Linked DNA regions of Anas platyrhynchos: region 1 is linked to region 2. Evidence: chromatin contacts called from public Hi-C data. All regions are on one chromosome and are shown on one strand. Each heading gives the region's core, a stretch centred on a gene start, on an enhancer-like site or on the middle of the called end of the contact. The rest is flanking DNA. Distances are from core to core; before and after follow the strand shown.

Region 1 (2,700 bases), core at 62-2,561, 350 kb after region 2:
ATTGTGCACAATGGCAATTGAATGTTCTTGTTTTAATCACTTGTTTAACCCCTACCGCACCTTTCCAACCCAATGCCAATCTATGGAGGTTTTCCTTAAACAATTCTGTAGCACAGACAAAGCCTCCCAACACATCTAGACAAATGCTAGGGGAAGCAGAGGCTATAACAATTAGACATTATTGTAATAACTGTAACGAGAACAGTTGTTCAACACAGGAACATCATTGTTAGAGTGAACCAAATGTCCTGAAAAGCAGAGCAATCAAAAGAACTGATATTCAGAGAGATGTTAGAAACAACTGTAACCTTATAGCCTCTTCTCCATGCTGGAGTAAATAGATAACTACTCATGAATAAATATAAGAATGGCTTAGGTCTCAATAAATAAAGTATTAAAGTCTGAGAACATCCACAAACAACAGGACCAAATAAAAAGACTATAAACACCTCTTTGTATGCAAGTATGCTGTGTTGTGCTGTGGCCTCTTGAGCTTATAGAGCACTTATGTGAGGTCCCTGTCATTAAAAGCTTAAGAGCCACAAGACTTTCTCTCTCGGTCTGATTTAAAAGGTGCAGAAAGTCTTTGGTAAAATCTAAAAGCATCTCTTCTTGAGGCTCACTTGTGTAGCAAAGCCTGCATGAACCAGGTACATGAGATACAGATGAGCTATAATGTGTTTCTTCCCCTAAGTCTCTGTGCTTGTTCTGTTACTCCAGACACCATTCATGGGCTTACTCCTGTTGAGCCTTTTTTTCAAAGCTTTTTTAGGCATGGATGGATTTCCCACAATCAGAGCTGTTGTTAAGACATGAGACAGGCAATCGAACTGAGGTCTGCTGCCTTGTATCTGATGGTGGCAATGCTGAGGACTGGGGAAATACCTAGGACTGCGGCCACTGATGATTGTTCTCAACATACGCACGTACACGACTGGAAGTATAAGCCTGAAAAAGTATGACCAATTTCAGCCTTGTTTTCCAATGAAATCATCAACCATTTTCAGTTATTGTGTAGTTTCTGCAGATCTCAATAAACTTAATTTTTCAGTTTGAGTACAAAACCCAAACAACTTTATAAACTGCTGGACTGGAACTGATTCAAATTACAGTGTAACGAATGTAACTAGGCTTGAATTCCTGCAGGAACTCAGAACAGCCAGATCCTTTTGCATTGAGTCTCAGCAAATACCCAAACATTCCTTTTTTAGCAGAAATACTCATAAGAAATTAGTTTCAAGATCTCATGGGTGCATATTTGAGACTCCAAAGACTATATCTGTACACACACAAGTATGTTATTCATGCCAGAACTGCTCATCCAATCAAGGAACGGAAATGCTACTACTGCTTGTGGTTCATTTACCCAAATGCTCCAGAATACCACAACGGAAATTTAGAATAGTTGGGACCACTATGACAGTGAAAATATTCGAAAAATGCATGATAAAAATTCTAACATTACACTAAAATTCCTATACCACTGTCTGGGAAAAAAAAATAAAATCCTGTGTGAAATGACTTCAAAACCACCTGGAAATGTCAAAAGCAAAGCAAAGCAAAACAAAACAAAAACAAAAACAAACAAACAAAAAACAAAACCAACCAACCAATACTCGAACAAACAAAAAGTTTAGTTTAGTGCGTGAGGATCTGCAAAAATTACAGCTTTGCTAATTCCTTATTGAGAAAATTATTTAAGTCCAATATTTAATTACACTTCAGCTTCACTTAACCAATGAAAATTGGGACAATATGGAGTAAAAGGCAGCATTTTATTTAAAGTTTCTTTTATTTCTGTGTAGCAGACCATGAGGAGGCTCAACACTCAAGCTTCTGGAAAAATAGAAACTATGAAACATGAGCATACCCTAGTGTTTTAAAGTAAAACTGCAGTGAGGCATTAGAAAATCCTTCATAAATATTTTTAATTATATATATATATATTTTAATTATATATATATATTATAACCATAGCTTCATTGCTGAAATTATGATTTCTGTGCTTAGTATTTAGAAATGTTTACTCATTTGGATGTCCCATTTGGTAACAAATTGAACATACATGTTTTAATGTGCATTTTAAAGCCAATTCATCAATTAAGGTCAAAGCAGTAATTACTGTTTACTTTGCTAACTATAAGCATTGGAAAATTTATTATGGAAAATCCCTAGCAAATTTTTATTGTTGAGATTTTTCTCTAGTTTGTCAGCACAAGGTACAAGACAGAAGAAAGATGAGGAAAGAAAAGCCATAGCTAAAAATCAGAAGCATTTCATGTGGGATTTATAAGAAATTCCCAATTCATTCGTGACCTGGTTTTCTAGAAAATGACATGAATTTGCATGAATACAGCCTGCATTCAGCCACATCTCTCTAATTCTTGCCGCAAAGCAACTCTCTTCAGTCTGCCCTCAAACAGGAAGATGGCAAATATCAAGAGGAGTGGGATGAAATACACATCGCATTTAAAAGAAGTGAGCTGTGGGCTGCAAACTGTGGGAGAGAAGGAAAGGAAGGAGGCTTCGAGTCTTTGAAAAGTACAAAACAAGCCTTTGAATACTACTGAGGTTTTCAAGGACGGCTGAGAAACCTTCTGCAGTTTGCTCAGTGCTGAGAAAAAAAAACAAAAACAAAAACAAAAACAAAAACAAAAACAAAAACAAAAACAAAAACACAACAGTGAGTGTGTTGCCCAC
Region 2 (2,700 bases), core at 156-2,655:
TGGATTCCACCCTTAATTTTTCTAAAGCAGCCAGTGCCTGTAGTCATTGTTTCTTCTCCAGTTGCTACATCTGAGCTTTTTCTAAAAAGCTGCCCTGTCTGAGCAGTGCAGCTGCCCACTGAGCTCCTTTCATGCTCAGAAGGGAGAAGGAGGAAGAAGCTTCTTTGACAGATGTGTGGCGAGGACAGGGAAGAATGACAGGTATATAATAAAGTACAGCACATCACATCTGAGAACTTTTTGCAAACACTAAGTAGTTAATCCTCATTCTCCCCTCCCTCCTTTTGACACGCTGTTGGGGAGAAGAACAGGGAGCAGAAAAACGTTGAAGCAGGCAGCTGAATGAGGCAGGAACACAGAGGAATTTGAGTCAGATCTGAAGCTCCGTGCTTCTCTTCTCAGGCTCCTGGTTCCTGAAGCTGTGCTGAAACAGTAAACTGAAGTGGACCAGAGCTTAAGCTTTACCCTGCCATCATCCAGGCTGTGTAATTGTTAGCATATCCTTGGGCACAGTTCTGGTCCATGCCATAGAGTAATCTGGACATAATTTGTGGCCTGGCATTGGGCGAGGACTGTTTGGGGAAGGCCTTGCTGTCATGAAGTGGAAGAGGTTTTATCTGCGTGGATGTGAGCTGTGCTGTTTGCTCTTAGGGCCAGGGAAGGGGCCCTGACTTGTTATTTACAGCCTAAATACATTCTGGACGTGGATTAAGTCCAAATTTTTTCGTTCAGGTATGTGTATTTAGAGCAGGAATGTTTAACCTTTTATTTTCATGTGCTCAGCTATGTATAATCAGAACTTACAAGCAGAAAGGCAGCTGCAGTAAACACTTCTTCTGTGTAAATTCTTTCATGATGATGTTCGTTCTGTTGTATTTCAGTGGAAGAAATCATCCCAAATGTAATCGAGCCCTCATTTGGTATTGGGAGGATCATGTACACGGTGTTTGAACACACGTTCCGCATTCGGGAAGGAGACGAGCAGAGAACGGTGAGCTTTCCTGCTGCTGGGCCTCAGCTTAACGCCAGCTGCAGGCATTTGCCTTCCCCTAACATCCTAAAATAAGACTGCATAATACACAGAGGAGATGAGGAAAACCCAAGTGGGCTGTTAAGTTGCTGTTTTTGCCAGCGTACGTGTCATACACATGCACCAACAGCATTTTGGGGCTGTGTGTGTGAGGCTCTCACTGTATTACTGGCAAGGGGGTGAGGAATTCTTTCTTGATTCGTGCTTGGTTGGCGCTGTCCCATCACTTAGAGAAAGGCACCTCCTCAGTGTTTTTATTTTCCCTCTCTTTGCTGCTTTTCCTGGAATCGTGCTTCTGTGCAGCAAGAGGGACAGCAGACTTGTTCCCTCAGCCCTCCCTGAAACGCAGCCTTGTGTAATTCTGGATTTAGGAGCTCAGAGTGAGGCCACAGCAGACTCCGAATCACAAACTACTCATGAGATCTAGGATATTGGACTGTACCTTCTCTCCTTTCCAGTACCTCTTTACTTTCTATGGAGCCTGGGCTGCTCTATGTCTAGTTCACATTACAGTCCACAAGACCTGTAAGGGACAGGGAATGGTTTTTTTCCCCGTTGGGCTCCTTTTCTTGTTTGCTTCTAAGGGTGTCTGTGGAGGGTTCTGGGCGTCTTTGAGCTGCTTTTATTCCTTGCGTATGCAAAGCCCCTGTGGGAATTAAACAGGGAGGGAGATGATTGGAAAAACTCCTTCCCATTAGACTGTACATAAGATTAAATATCCTGGAAAAACTCTTCTACCTTTCATTTTCCTGTAATTCAAATGGGGATCTCTTTCTTAGGGAGAGCTCTTGTAGACCTCTGGTTGGAGGTAAGAGTTGGATGTCAGGAGGGAAGAGGGGTTGGAGCACAGCTGGAGGAACTCAGTCTTTCTCCAGGTGTGTGAGGTGTTCCTGCTGGAACCCTGAAACAGTTTACAGGAGAACATCTGCTCCCCTGGAACAGTCACCCTGCCTCTAGCCTCAGTCAGAGTTTATTCTTACCTCCTAAGAATCTGCTCTAATGGTTAAACTCTTATTTATTTGTGCTTTTTCTATTTTTTCCTCAGTTCTTCAGCTTCCCAGCTGTTGTAGCACCGTTCAAGTGCTCTGTTCTTCCTCTAAGCCAGAATCAGGAATTCATGCCGTTTGTCAAGGAATTATGTAAGTGAAAACTGGGGGTCCAACGTGATGTGCACTGGGAAGAGAGGCTTCTTCCTCAGTAGCACAGGGGAAAAAATAGCTTTGGGATCATGTGGCTCTCACAGGTGCAAAGGGAGAGTTGATGAACTAAAATGGTTGGGATCAGTTAGCATTGGGTGTCTGCTAGACTTCACAGTCCAGCCTCAAGAAGTGAACTCCCTGCCCTTCCATGTGTTGGTTTACACTGTAAAAATCATTTCTTTTTTTTCCTATGGTGTCAAAAAGGAATCTTTCCCACTGCCTGGGCAAAGCCTTCCGAAGCAGCGCTTTGTGTATTAGTTTTTTGAGCCAAATTACTTCCTTGGCTCTGGTCGGCCAGCTAATTTTTGAAATCAATCCTTGATCTGCAGTGCACTCTATCACAATTGCCACTCGTATCATCTAAAAGCGAGTCCCTGAAGGACAGGAGCACAGGCTGCCTGTCAGACAGGGCCTTTTGCTGTCTGCATCAGGCTCTGCCTGGGACCTGGTCTCCTCGTGCCAAGCACACGT

What was found. Hi-C and Micro-C count contacts between places; a contact is called where the count stands out from the background.
Region 1: a Hi-C map of liver shows a contact between it and region 2, with 3 times the contacts expected there. The contact joins two enhancer-like sites. A contact is called at or near these places in 3 of 8 Hi-C or Micro-C datasets (liver, skeletal muscle and subcutaneous adipose tissue).

Annotation. Positions count from the first base shown.
Region 1 is chr2:155,342,315-155,345,014 of IASCAAS_PekinDuck_T2T, forward strand. No RefSeq gene overlaps it. Among named protein-coding and RNA genes, the nearest start is that of MINDY4, 16 kb to the right of the region's middle. Within about 2 kb of position 1,312, at least 2 of the 8 cell types and tissues checked have an H3K27ac peak or open chromatin away from gene starts, as enhancers often do.
Region 2 is chr2:154,995,131-154,997,830 of IASCAAS_PekinDuck_T2T, forward strand. GARS1 (glycyl-tRNA synthetase 1) reads left to right here. Exons shown (of 17, transcript XM_072033874.1): 14 at 882-991; 15 at 2,076-2,169. Among named protein-coding and RNA genes, the nearest start is that of GARS1, 23 kb to the left of the region's middle. Within about 2 kb of position 1,406, at least 1 of the 8 cell types and tissues checked has an H3K27ac peak or open chromatin away from gene starts, as enhancers often do.